Linked DNA regions of Mus musculus: regions 1 and 3 are each linked to region 2. The links are chromatin contacts, called in public Hi-C and promoter capture Hi-C maps. All regions are on one chromosome and are shown on one strand. The core of a region is the stretch at or near the end of the contact, and the rest is flanking DNA. Distances in the headings are between cores, read along the strand shown.

Region 1 (4,494 bases), core at 405-2,904, 2.0 Mb before region 2:
GAGGAATTCACTAAGGCAGAGGCACCTGCAGTAAGCGCGCATGCTCTCAACACCATCCTCTACTTCATCTCTCGGCTGGACTTCCCCTCACCTTCCCCTGTAAGATGAATCATTAGTGACCTTCAGTTTTAAAGTAAAAATCTCCAAGAATAATTATATCCCAAATTTCAAATCATGCTACAATAACCATCTTGTGACACCCAGGTCTAAACATATAATGAAGCTGTTGCAACCACCTTATTTCCCCATTTGGACGGCAGTCCATAACAAGCTCCACTTCCCAGCAAACACCCAGCTGTAACATCAAATCCGGAGGAACTGCCTTTGAAAATAGTAATAGCTGTTCTGAGTTAATTGTTTTAATTTTTAGAACAATGCAGCCCTCTCTGAAACCATGAGGCAAACCACAGAATGAAACTGATCACAGGCCAGAAGGTAAGCATGGAGGAACAGAATAGACTACATTCTGGAATGTGAGAGCTCAGGTGTCCAAAGCTCATCCAAGATGAAGAGTGCCCTTCTTTCCACTGTTGCATCTCAGCACCTCTCATTGCAAAGCTGTCTGCAACGACGTTTCTGCCTGGCTTGACTGGGAAAGCTATAAGCCCAGCAAGTGCAACAAACAACAGGAGCAACAACAACAACAAAAAGAGTTCCGCTTATATAACTGTAAGCTGTCTTAAATTCTAGAGTCCTCGTCCTGGTCCTTCCTGATTACCTTGTTCACATGTGATTAACAATGACATGGATATCCAACTACATGAAGTTTGACTCAAGCAAAGGATAATATGTGGGACTCTGGAAATACTGCCTGAGTTTACAAGGATCCCTCAATAGGAGAAACAGGGAACCAATACAGTTTTGGCTCACATGATAGAAAAATCATGATCATAAAACTAGTAAAAATATACTAAGCAAGAAAATATTCCAACGAAGAAGCATTGGCTACTGTCAAGCATTTATTCCTTTATTTATAAAGGAAAAACACATTCTTCAATGTTTTGACTAGTAGTCTTCCTCCACAGGAGGCTTTAAAGAAACACAGAACTGACCCCAAAGACAAACAGGATTTCCTACTGCATACTTCTACAACAATGTAACTGCTTTTAACTGTACTCATAAGAAACTACTTCTCTTAACTTTATGCACAGAAATCGCATTCAAACCAAAATTCAACTTTTACCATATTTTATATACAATTACAATACCTAACTATTAACTTCTAATTATCTTGTTCATGTCCTGAAGACATTACAGGAAAAAAACAAAACGTATCACAGGAAAACTTGTTTCTTCCTCTACTCGGTCATATAATCTATACATTAGTAACATTACACTACCTCCACGGACAAGATGCCATTGCGTTCTCAATAAAAGACAGTGGCAAGAAGCAGTGAAAACAGAGACAAGAGAAAGAAAAGTGGTAACATGACTCACGCGGGGCTCCTACAACGAAGCAGTTGGCAGGAGCAAGCTTCCAGCCCTCCTGCAGCACAGGCGAGGTGCAGAGCCAGTGGGCTGTACTGCTCTGAAATGTGGGGTGGAGACTGACAAGAGGGGACCGGGAAGAGACACTCACTCAGTCAGAAGCTGGTGAAGTTCGTGATAACCTCGCTCCAGTGCCAGGCTCACAGGCGTTGCCCCTTCCTTGTTGTGGATGCTGAGAGCTCCACGGCCACCTGGCTTCTGTAACAGGAACCATGTCAACCGCAGCAGTCCCAGCCGCACAGCAAAGTGCATCAGGGTTTCCCGAGGGCCACCGTCTGTGAACGGGGGAAGAGCATGAAAATTAAAGCCTGTAACAACCACCACCAACAAAGAGCCAAACCCCACTGGCAATAGAAGACCAGTCTAGGCAGACACACTGTTGCCTTCAAGTATCTAGCACCGTGAAGGTCATCTGTAACATGCAGCCAACAACTTTATTCCAGGTAAAAATCGCCTTTCAAGTAAAGGCAAAAATAAAGCTAGAAAAAAATTGTGACACAAAATCTTCAACAGCAGACAAATACGCACATAGAGAACCAAGCCATAGCTGTGCTTTTTCAGAGAGGTTAATACAGGTGTCCCCACTATGCTCCTTCCATTAAAAAACAAACAAACAAACAAACAAACAAAACCAAAAACAAAACAAAAACAAAAAAACGACAACAATAATAGAAGTAAATGCAGTTCCTTGGATCTAAGGTGAACAGTTTTCAGGACTCAAATGGGTATAATCTGAAGGGTATAATTACTTTTTAAAGAACGCTCAGACAGGAATTGGCTAGTTAAACACTACAAACAGGTTAGACTTGTTAAGTACATACAGGTCTTTAGTCCCTCACACTAAGGGCATATCGAATTTCTGGCACTACCAACCTTGTGTTTGCTTAATGAGAAAACGAAATGAATCTTCAGGTACAATGGGATGAACTGTAAGACTACACTAATAACTTTCGGCGAGAAAACAAGTGCTTGGGCTGAGTTCACTAGAAATGAGGGATCCTTCTTGGCATACTGGGTCACTAAGAGTGTGGGTAGGACAAGAAAGGGCTTCAGATCAGGCAAAAGTGGGTCCAGGCCTGGCCTTAATCATAGAAGTGACTAGGCATGGCTCACTTGCTTCTCAGAGCTTCACTTTCATATTCCCGTGAGCAAGCCACCATCCCCTCACTGAGAGCTGCTGTAACAGAGAAGGGTAGGTGAAATGCTAGACTAACGCCTGGCTGTAGGGTCCTTCACCCTTTCTCTGCCTCTGGCCCTGTTCTTGGGCTTCGAAGTACATGCTAACTTCACTAGCAACACCCTTTTCCTAGCTCATTGTCTTGTGTGAGGGCAGGTCCTAGGGCCAAAGCATTCTAGACTTCTTGGATGAACCTAGTGTTTTCCTTTTGTCAGATTCTTCTATATGTGAATATCACAACAGGAGTGAACAATGAGGTGCATTTTTTAAAAATAATTTTTAAAAAGAGATTTCATTTCTTTGGGGCTGGGGGACTTTTCACGACAGTGCAGTATCTGAGAGAAGAGGGAGCTGGAGTTCCAGGGAGCTGTGAGCACCTTGACTTGAGTGTTGGGAACTGAACGCAGGTCCTCTACCAGTTCTTAATCACGGAGATATTTATCCAGTCCCGAACTCACTGTTTCCTAATGTCACTTGCCTGTGACCAATATAAATTTCATTAAAAGCAAATGGTCTTTCATGTTTCTCTCCCAAATCCTATTTATGCATGGATCAACTCAAGATTTGCTATGTGTTCAAGCACAAATGGAGACTAAAATCAATGCTTCAGGGATGGGGCAGGGGTGCAGGGGACTGCTCAAGAACAGAACACTTGCTGAGCAAACATGGGGGCTGGGTTTGATTCTCAGGATTCTTAAGAACTAAACCTTACTCCCACAAGAAACCAGAGAAAATAATGTCCTTGAAGAAATAATTATGTTTCCAATCATAAAGCTTTAATAAATATAGCCTCTGAAGAAGTGGCAAGACTTAGAGAAAAGGCAGAAAAAACTCTCATCAGTATTAAATACTTCTGACTTGTGCTTTATGCCTCTCACAAACATCCTGACAACCTTATCAAAACACCAAAGTGCTAAGCACTTACAGACCAGGAAATATGTGGGTATGTTTTTTCCAGAGCTGGTTAAGTCCAGCCTTATCAGGTATTATGTCCTTAAAGTAGCTTCCTTTCCAGCCTCTACTCTTTTAAGTTCCTTTGTTCTGAGTCACCATAAGGCGAGTTACCATAAAGCCCAAAGCCCAATGCGGCTGCTTTCAGCCCCACTCCCCATCTTCTATTAGCATTTAAAGCACATGTAATTTGGAAGAACAATGCATTCATCAGATATTCAACAACTTATGTCCTACAATAAATATTCTATCAATGTATTTGCTTTATCAAGTATTTATTCTTCAAGTATTTACTCATTCAAAGGGAGCTGAAGACACCAGACTAACTTGATGGGTACCATCAACTAGAATTCAATATGGGAATTAAATGACTAAGATACAGGAAAATACAAGTATAACATTTGATACTCTTTTGAGACAAGGTCTCACTATGTAGTTCTGCCTGTCCTAGAACTCGCTATAAAGACCAGTCTGGCCTTGAAACTCAGAGAGATCTGGCTGCTTCTGCTTGTCGTGTGCTGGGATTAAAGGCAAGTACCACCACCTCTAGCCCATTTGACACCTGGATTGTCAAACTCCCATCAAAATGTAGAACATTATGAACATCACACAAAGTTCCTTTATGCCCTTTTCTGGTCAGGGCTTCATTACTAAAGCCAACCACTACTTTGAGTTTTTCATGCTTTTTGCCTATTTGAAAAGTTCATATAAGTGAAATGCTACATAAGGCTACTTTCATCTTTTCTGAGATTTACAATACAGCTGTCATGTGGTGTTCCATTTTATTTTTGAGTAAAACCACTTCGTATTTATATCTCAGATTGGTTAAATAACCATCCACACTTTTTCATATTTTACTGTGTCTTCATGTAAATTAA
Region 2 (4,613 bases), core at 718-3,217:
GTCTTCCTTCTAAAAATTTATAAAAGATCTTTCTTTTTATGTGTAGGAGTGCTTTTCCTGCATGTAGGCATATTCCCTTGTGTGTGGCTTTGGCGGTCAGATGAGGGCATGGGATCCCCTGGAACTGGAAATTAACGACAGTTCTGAGCTATGATGTGGGTGCTAGGAATTGACCCGAGGTCCTCTGGAAGAGCAGTCAGTTCTCTTCACTGCTGAGTCATCTCTTCACCTTTAGTATATGATTTTTATTCTCCAAATTCTATTTCTATTAATTTTAAACTTATCTGTACATGTGTCTATGTGGGTGTGTGTGCACGGGAGCGCAGGTGCTCTAGGAGGAAGGCATCGCAGAGGTACCCCTGGATTTGGACTTACTGCTAGTTTCCAGTCACCTTATGTGGGTGCTGGAAACTGAGCTCAGGTCTCCCGGAAGAGAAGCAGTACATGAGATCTTAATCACTGAACCGTCTCTCCAGCCTCAGTGTAATTTTTTTTTTTTAAGCAAGGGTTTGAAGGGTCAACCTGAGGTTCACCTGTAAAAGGTGCTATGCTGACAAGCCTGATGTAGGAGAGAAGCGACTCCTATACTGTGTCCTTTCACCTCCTGTGTACATTAAGTGCTGTGACACTTAATGTGGACAGACAGACAGACACATACACACGCTCAAATTAACGTTAAAAAACATCAGGACAGCCAACACTATGTTAAAGAGACCTGATTCCACACCCCTCCAAAAGGGAACTAGAACGACTTTTGTGGTCCATGATCAAGTAATGTGATTTTTAACCCAGGAGCAAACTAAGTTTCAAGAGAATTTTAGAACTGTTCCTCTCATCTCAACAAGCAAGCCCCTTCTTAAAAGTGTTTTTCCCTCATGGAAACTAATAGCATATTTTCTTTTCCCCTAGCCCCTTGCCAAAAGAAACATTTCCACATTCCGCTTCTGTGCGAGAACAACTTCCTTAGATACTTGAGGACAGACGGTTCAGAGATTCATTTGTATTCTGCCTAAACTTGTTTCCAGGCAGAAGTGGGAAGAAGAAATGTAAAAGAGTGGAGTTTTTGAGAGGAAATGAAGCTTGTACTGTGTAATTCTCTGGGGGAAAGCTGGATAGACATGTTTAAACTACCACTTCAACAACGCTGCCCTAAAATGTGGGATCCAGCTAATCAGAATTAAGAGGCTGGTTTGTTAGGCCCTCAGGACTACTGGGCATGCTACTAGATTACCTCAAATAAGTGGTATATCAAGTCAGATATTAGGTTAGCGAATGTGCTGGTCATAACCTGCCTGTGGTCTGGTTCCTTAGGGGCAAAAAATCCTGAGGCTATGGCGCTTGCCCAAGAAGGAAGGTTCTGCAGTTTTTGCTTATCTTGTCAATCATGTCGTTTTCGCTCTATCACTTCCTCTTCCTTTGTGGACGAAAAAAATCTCAAGTCAGAAACAGGAAAGGTTAGCTTTTAATGGCTCGTCCGTACACAAACTACCTTCGAGGGTCCGCACTGCGGAGCAGAAAGTTACGTCTCTCCCCGCAAACCCAGAGTTTCACTATCTGCCAATCGCAGGTCAGGACTTCTCTCCTGAAACGCCCACGGGCTATGATTGGCATTAAATAAGCCCTATTGGTGCTGAGAACATGGAAGCGGTGGGTTCAGAACTGACCAATAGTATGCAGTTGGGGCGGGAGGAAGGTACGAACGAAGTGCGTGATGCCGCTCCGGGAAGCGAGGGCAGGAAGCTAGCCCAGCCAATGGCCGCCGCGGGCGGGTGTCGGCGCGCGTGCGCACTGGGGGTCCCGGAGCTGCAGGCGGGAGGTTGGGGGAGGGGAGCGAGCTGGAGCGCCGCGGAGCTCTAGCCGCCGCCGCAGCTCCCGCCGCAGCGAAGAGGCCATGTTGTGTGGTGTGTGGGGCGGGGGGAGGAGGAGGAGGGAGGAAAGCCGAGCGAGGAGACGGGAGAGACACCACACACGGCACAAGATGGCCGGAGAGGCAGCAGCAAGCCCAGCTGTCAGGCGGTCTGCCGCGGCCCGTGGGCTCGCCGCTGCGCTGGGAGCGCTACCCCGGCGTCCTGGAGGGCTCTGGGAGAGCGGGGAGGCCGCGGCTGGGGCGAGGCGGCCGCGCGCGATGTGGGAGCTCGCGGCCGGAGCGCCCGGGGAGGCCGGGCCCACGACGCCCGTGGCTCCGCTGCGGCAGCGGCGGTGCTGGTGTCGCGCGCGGCCGGGAGGCGGCTTCGCGCCGCGGGCGGGAGGCTGCGGCGGGCGACCCGTCCTGGACACGCGAGGAAGAGCGAGCCGATGGCGGCAGGGGCCGCGCTTCGACCCGGTGAGTAGCTCCCCTGCTCCCTTTATTGTCCTTTGTCCTTGGGAGGAAAAGCACGACGTCCTTGAGCGCGGGCGGGAGGGGCGGCGGGTGGCTGCCGGCTGGCTCTGCACACGCAGCCCCGGGCACTGCCGCGGAGGGCCGATGCCACGGGAGCACGGGGTCGGGCCACCGCGTTCCCGCTGCATACCCAGCCGGGCGCCGCGCTGCGGTCCGAGCCAGCGGGGAGAGGGCGGCGGCCGCGCCGTGGAACCCCTGCTTGCTCTGGTGAGTTACTTCGATACTTAGCGAGAAATAACAACAATCCTCCGTTGATGGGCTTTTAAAAATCTTTTCCAGTGAGGTGGGAACCCATCTTTGGGGTCGGATCTAAAAGAACAATGGAACCTCTCACTTCGCTTAAACCAAAATAAAACTTGTCTTTTTCCCCCCTTCTCCCTGTTGGGTGTTGGCTTTTAACTCTTTCTAAGCTGCTTTTGAGAACGGCTGTTAGTGTTCTAGATGCAAAGGTACCTTTCAGCTTGTTAAACGTCCGTGACGTTTGTTGTCTTTTAGAAAAGGCAAGTTACAGGAGTGCATCTAGTATTTCAAAAATGACGACGGCAACAAGGCAGTTTAAAGGAAGTAGATTTGATAATTATGGTGCAAGATGATGGCGTTTGATGAATACAGCTTATTTTTACCGAGAACTTTCGTTAAGACCATTTGACATCCTGATACTTGAACATAACCGTACTGTTTGATACTTTTTTAAATGAGTAGGTAAAGCCGTTATCAGCAACTTCTCACTTGAATGTTAAATCTAACTTGAGGCGGTTCCGACCCTTTACAAGTTAAAATTCATCTTGTTTAAAAGAGAGTGTATACTATTAGAAACCTTGGCCGTAAAAGTTAAGAAATATTCTAAAAGCAGAGCTCTTTAAGTTACTTAGTGTAAATCCTGAAGTAAGACTGCCATTGATGGGCGATGAAGAGGGGCCATATTTGTTGCATTTGTTGCACGTATAAAAGTCGAGGTGTGCTTAGAAACGGAACAGTATGGAAACAACAGTTTTAAAAAATTTGTTTCTGCATACTCATTTAAAAATTATTTGAGGTAATTTAGGATCAGTCGTTGGAAGACTAGGAGTGTTCAGACCTTTGTGTATTTTTGAATATATTTGTCTTCATTCTGCGGAGCTCTTGTGCTGTAAAGGTGAATAACTGCGTAAAGACAGTGTTGGGGAGACTTACGTAGCTCATCTAAAATCAAAGGTGCGGGTTGATTGGACCTTATTTCATCGGGTATTTACAGTAGAAAACAATTGGAATACCTTTTATGGGGTAGACATAGTCTATCAGTTGCCCATACCTTGATTTCTCAGAATTTCTCAGTACTAATTTTGTTTTTTCAAAAGAATGCTGTGGAATATTTTATCACTGAAAGTGGTTTTAAAGCGATTGAGAATGTAGTTCAGAATCCTTTTTGAGTTATAAAATGTGAAAATAATTGTTAGCAGATCTATGATCTTACATGATAAATTTGGTAGGAGAAAGACAATATTCTGGACCCTGGTTTGGTATTGAATGAAGGTCATTAGATACCACAAGTTTTAGAGCTGCTTAAAAGACAATGCTAATACCCCATTTGGTGAGATCAAATAGCTTCTAGTTTAAAATTTACAGTAACCAGTGGCCATTTTAAGTTCACTAATTTCTCCTGGAGGAGTTGATTTTTAATACTCATAAATATAAGAGCTATTTGAAGATGCTAAAAAAATTTAAGATCGTGGCATTTTTTAAAAACATTGTCAATGTTTCCTTTGTTTTTGTTTACCTGACTTAATGGAAAAAGGAAAGCAAAGGGATAGTCATTTGTATTTTCTGTGTGTCTTTTCGGATTCCAGTGTTTTAATCCCTAGTATGTGTCAGTACATTCCAAATGAGGAAAACAAAGACTGATAGGCATAGACATTTGAGATAAGGAATAACTGTAGGCAGAAATGTTCAGGTTGTATCACCCCACGTTTTTACATGAATCTTGTCTTTGGAATATTTTTCTCATTTTATCACACTGAGTCTTTGGTCAAGAAAACGTTAAAAATCAAAACATTTAAATATTTTTTCTTATTTTCTTTAAAGGTAACTTAGAAGATGATAATTAATGTGGTTGCTGATAATTCTGAATAAATACAGCTTTTATCCCAGGTAAGATTGGTAAATTTATTGGTTTAAACATAAAATTAACTTAATAGACTTTTGTTTTGCCTTTTTGGTGATGTATTTCAAACATTCAGTTAGTATTTATGATTTT
Region 3 (4,385 bases), core at 1,352-3,851, 2.2 Mb before region 2:
TGTCTGAACAAGACAAGCATGTCTTTTGATCCAGAGGATGCACTCAGAAGAGACACAGAGGCAGTGTGTGCATTCGGTTTGTCTAACTCAGGTGGTGACTGGATCTTTTCCCAATTGGCTGGAGTCAGACCTCACTGTATTATTTAATTGGCTAGTCTGAAAAGATTTGGTGAATGGGAAATGAAGGAAAGGAAAGAGTTATTGTCAGGTCTGGTGAAAATTCAACACCCAGGTTTTCTTTTTTCCTTTTCTTTCTTTCTTCCTCCTCTTCCTCCTTTCCTCCTCCTCCTCCTCCTTCTTCGGTGGTTCTGCAGCTTTATTTGGCATTCAGCAGGTTAGTTCTCACCCACATTGACTGTAGATCTTTGAATGTGGAACAGGCACGTAAGAGTAAGTTACCAATGTGTAGAGCTTGTTTGGTGACTCCTCATCCCCATTATGTTTTCTGGACAAATGTACTCGGATGCAATAAGGAACATTCCTTATTCCCTCAGCCCAGAAGGCTTTATTGAGCCTGGTGTCAATGGGCACATCTGGAGTTCCCCATTCCTTCATGGTCTTTGAGTGCCCTAAGAGCACACTACTTGAAGCCTACTCCATGGATGTGCATGTGAACATTGATGGTGTATTCTTGGGTCACCATCTCGTTGATGGCAGAACTGCCCTTCATCTTGCCACCCTTCTTTGCTACTTATAATTTCACCAGCAAACTGACAGGTCACAGATATAGCACAGCCTTGGGAACTGATATTGTGACAGAGACTCTTCAGGTGAAAACCCTTCTCCTCTGTTTCCTCCTCCTCCTCCTTCCCCTTTTAAAAGATTGTCTATTTTATGTATGTCCATATGCTGTCACTGTCTTCAGACACACAAGAAGAGGGCATCGGATCCCATTACAGATGGTTGTAAGCCGCCATGTGGTTGCTGAAATTTGAATGAACTCAGGACCTCGGAAAGAGCAGAGGCAGCAGCTGCTTCTTCTTCTTCTTCTTCTTCTTCTTCTTCTTCTTCTTCTTCTTCTTCTTCTTCTTCTTCTCCTTCTCCTTCTCCTTCTTCTTCCTCCTCCTCCTCCTTCATCCTCCTCCTCCCCCTCCTCCTCCTCCTTCCTCCTCTTCCTCCTCCTCCTCCTCCTCCTCCTCCTCCTCCTCCCCCCCACTTCATCTCCTCCTCCTCCTTCTTTTTGGTTTTTCGAGACAGGGTTTCTCTGTGTAGCCCTGGCTGTCCTGGAACTCACTCTGTATACCAGGCTGGCCCTGAACTCAAATCTGCCTCCCTCTGCCTCCCAAGTGCTGGGATTAAAGGTGTGTGCCACCACTGCCCGGCAGTATCTGGTCTCTTTTTTTTTTGTTTCTGGTCTCTCTTAATAATACATTTCTGAGTCACACAGAAGGAAAGGGGCATGAATACATTTCTGAGTCACACAGAAGGAAAGGGGCATGAGGAGAAACAGAACACATCTGACCCTTGGCTTATCTTCAGTGATGGTCAAACCTCAGTGGATAGGTGGCTGACTTAAGATGTGGATACTCACAGTGTGGAGAGTCCTTGATGCAGCTTCAAGGATATTGGCAAGAATATTTACTTTTGGCTTGGAGGACAAGGGAGGAGGCTCAGATAAGAATAATGTACTGTGTTCCTTGTGTCTTGGTCATCCTGTTTATTGCCTTGTTTGACTACATTGTCTTTAATCTAAGAACTGACCTTAGATGACATAAAAGCAAGCTGGAGAAAAATAAACCCACATCAGCCCTGGTTGGGGTCGTGTTATAATGTTGTTTAATTGTCTTTTCTTTCTTTAACCTCCCTCCCTCCTTTGAGACCCCGATGACTGAGCTGGCTTCATGCAGAAGGAAAGGGGCGTGGGGAGAAGCAGAACACATCTACCCTTGGCTTATTTTCAATAATGATCAAGCCCCAGCAAATGTGAATGTGTGGCTGACTTAAGATGTAGATACTCACACCATGCTTCATCTTTACAAGGTCACTGCTGCAGGCCATGGGACTCCTGGAATGCAGTTTGTTGCCTTGAGTAAACCAAGATTTGGTTTTGGTTTTGGTTTTGGTTTTGGCTTTTGTTTTTTTTCCGAGACAGGGTTTCTCTGTGTAGCCCTGGCTGTCCTGGAACTCACTTTGTAGACCAGGCTGGCCTCGAACTCAGAAATCTGCCTGCCTCTGCCTCCCGAGTGCTGGGATTAAAGGTGTGCGCCACTACTAAACCAGGGTTTTACTGGGTGGGGGTGGGGGCGGATTAAAACATTTGCGTTGCAATCTAACTAGGTGTGGGAGGCAAAAATATATGAATCCTTTGTTCTTTTTTCTGAGTTCGAGGCCAGCCTGGTCTATAAAGTGAGTTCCAGGACAGCCAGGGCTATACAGAGAAACCCTGTCTCGAAAACAAACAAACAAAAAAAGAATCAGGTGGCACTAACTTTTCTTTCCCCTCCCGGCCCCTCGCTGGACCAGAGGCTGGGGCAGCCCACCCCTTCCTCCAAATGCAGCTGTAGTATGGGTTCGTCGGGCCATCCGTCACAAATCTACGGCCTCTGATTGGCTTTTGTGCTTAGGAACCATAAAATGGGGCGGGAATTGGGGAGAAATTGGCTTTTTGGCGGCAGCACTGCGTCAGCGGCGGCGGCGGCGGCAGGGACTTGCAGTGCGTGAGCTGCATGGTGAGTACCGGGTTGAGTCCTGGCCGACCGTGTTCGCAGTGCCCGTTATCCGGACGGCCTCCTTGCGGCAGGAGCGCCCGGAAGCGTGTGGAACCGTGGGTCCGGTTTACTGGGTCGGGGAGTTTGGGTCGAGATAGCAGCCGGACTCCATTTAAGACCAGGAGTCATTTTGAGATTCTGCCTCAGTTAGGTTAAAGTTTTTTGGGGTGGGGTGGGGGCTAGAGGGTTTCGAGACAGGGTTTCTCTGTGTAGCCCTGGCTGTCCTGGAACTTACTTTGTAGACCAGGCAGGACTCGAACTCAGAAATCCACCTGCCACTGCCTCCCACGTGCTGGGATTAAAGGCGTGCACCACCACTGCCCGGCTAGGTAAAAGTTTTTTGTTTTGTTTTGTTTGTTTTTTGAGACAGGGTTTCTCTGTGTAGCCCTGGCTGTCCTGGAACTCACTTTGTAGACCCGACTGGGGTAAAAGTTTTAATATTCTGTTTCTTGGAGTTAGGCTGTGCCCGACAGATGTTTTGTACCTTGTGCTCCAGGAAGAGTTCTATAACTGCCTTGTGCTCTCTGTAAACCCGCCTGCTTGCAAAATACCTCTCTCTCCCATTGGTTTTGTCCTATAAGAGAAGTATGGGAAATTTAGGGGGAGACAGCTGTGCACAGACTTGGCTGTGCACGGAATAAGGTGTTCTTTATCCTCATTCGGTGGGATTAATAAATTAATTAATTTTGGAGGCTCCAGTGATATAAGAAGCTGTTAGGGTCCATAAACTGTATAAACATAGATTTCAGTCAGGGATAGTTTATCGAACGCACATCCTAAGATTGATCAATCAGAGATGTAGCTCAGACTCTACAGCTGGAAGCTACAACCCTGAATGTTTTCTAGGGTCAGTTTATAGAGGTTAAAACCCCACAGGGAGCTTTTATAAGCAGGTACTGGGCGGGCTGCAGGTGGTCTGCCTTTCCCAAGTTGTTACTAGTTTAGGCATAACAGTTGAAGCTGGTTTCTATTTTGGTTGGTCCCAAGTGAAGGCTGTGGTTGGGGAATTTCTAAGAACCTCAGAACAGAACAGGATATATGGCCAACTTGATCTCTCTCTGAGCCAAACTGTTGTCAGCAGTATGAGGTGGCTGACAAGCATGAGGCAGGAGGGTTACAGCTAAATTGGGGGGGGGGGGCGGGGGACGGAGGGGGGGGTGGGGGGGCGGGGGGGGAGGGGCTAAGCTAGGGCGGAGGGTAGCTTTAACAAATCCCTACCCAAATTCAGAACCTGGACCCTTCCCTTCAAACCTCAGGTACCAGAGCACCACTGCCCAGGGTGTGCACCTTGAGACGTTCCAAGGCCCCTGCAGGCTTGATTTCAGTTCGGAGGTCCACAGCTGCAGGAAAAGAAACCCAGCAAGCACCTGGATGAGGAGCCTTCATTGGTAAGTCATTGCTTTCCTTACGTAACATCTGGTCCTCTTCTACTAGGATCCCATCTGGATACAGTGTCTTAGGAGATAGATGAACTCCTGTCCAGGGCACTAGGGAGAGGTCACACTGCCTTCTTGGTCCTGTGTGTCCTGTTCTGTTTTGTTTGCCTTTTCTGTTTTTTGTTTTGTTTTGTTTTGTTTTTTGTTTTTGTCCTGAGTCTTCTGAGGTTTGGGTTTGGGGTGACTGGAAGACAAAATGGGTAACAAGACTAGTAAACCCTACATACAGAACTCCCCACTG

Evidence for each region. Promoter capture Hi-C pulls out the DNA fragments that hold promoters and counts their contacts. Hi-C and Micro-C count contacts between places; a contact is called where the count stands out from the background.
Region 1: a contact with region 2 is called in a Hi-C map of B cells, with 5 read pairs. The contact joins the enhancer-like site here to the promoter of Chaserr in region 2. A contact is called at or near these places in 2 of 484 Hi-C or Micro-C datasets (B cells and spermatogonial stem cells) and 1 of 115 datasets of contacts at active chromatin or transcription factors (bone marrow-derived dendritic cells).
Region 3: a promoter capture Hi-C map of the C10 cell line shows a contact between it and region 2, with 7 times the contacts expected there. The contact joins the promoter of AU020206 here to the promoter of Chaserr in region 2. A contact is called at or near these places in 1 of 39 promoter capture datasets (the C10 cell line) and 1 of 484 Hi-C or Micro-C datasets (B cells).

The regions. Positions count from the first base shown.
Region 1 is chr7:75,583,426-75,587,919 of GRCm38.p6, reverse strand. Akap13 (A kinase (PRKA) anchor protein 13) reads right to left here. Exons shown (of 37, transcript NM_029332.1): 5 at 1,580-1,763. Among named protein-coding and RNA genes, the nearest start is that of Akap13, 130 kb to the right of the region's middle. Within about 2 kb of position 1,654, at least 178 of the 459 cell types and tissues checked have an H3K27ac peak or open chromatin away from gene starts, as enhancers often do. A contact at or near this core is called in B cells and bone marrow-derived dendritic cells, where this site is marked.
Region 2 is chr7:73,555,749-73,560,361 of GRCm38.p6, reverse strand. It overlaps Chaserr (CHD2 adjacent suppressive regulatory RNA), which reads left to right and starts at 1,967. Exons shown (of 5, transcript NR_037569.1): 1 at 1,967-2,323; 2 at 4,442-4,507. RefSeq lists a cis regulatory region at 1,396-2,485.
Region 3 is chr7:75,780,336-75,784,720 of GRCm38.p6, reverse strand. AU020206 (expressed sequence AU020206) reads left to right here and starts at 2,601. Exons shown (of 3, transcript NR_165329.1): 1 at 2,601-2,669; 2 at 3,965-4,096. RefSeq lists a cis regulatory region at 2,238-2,980.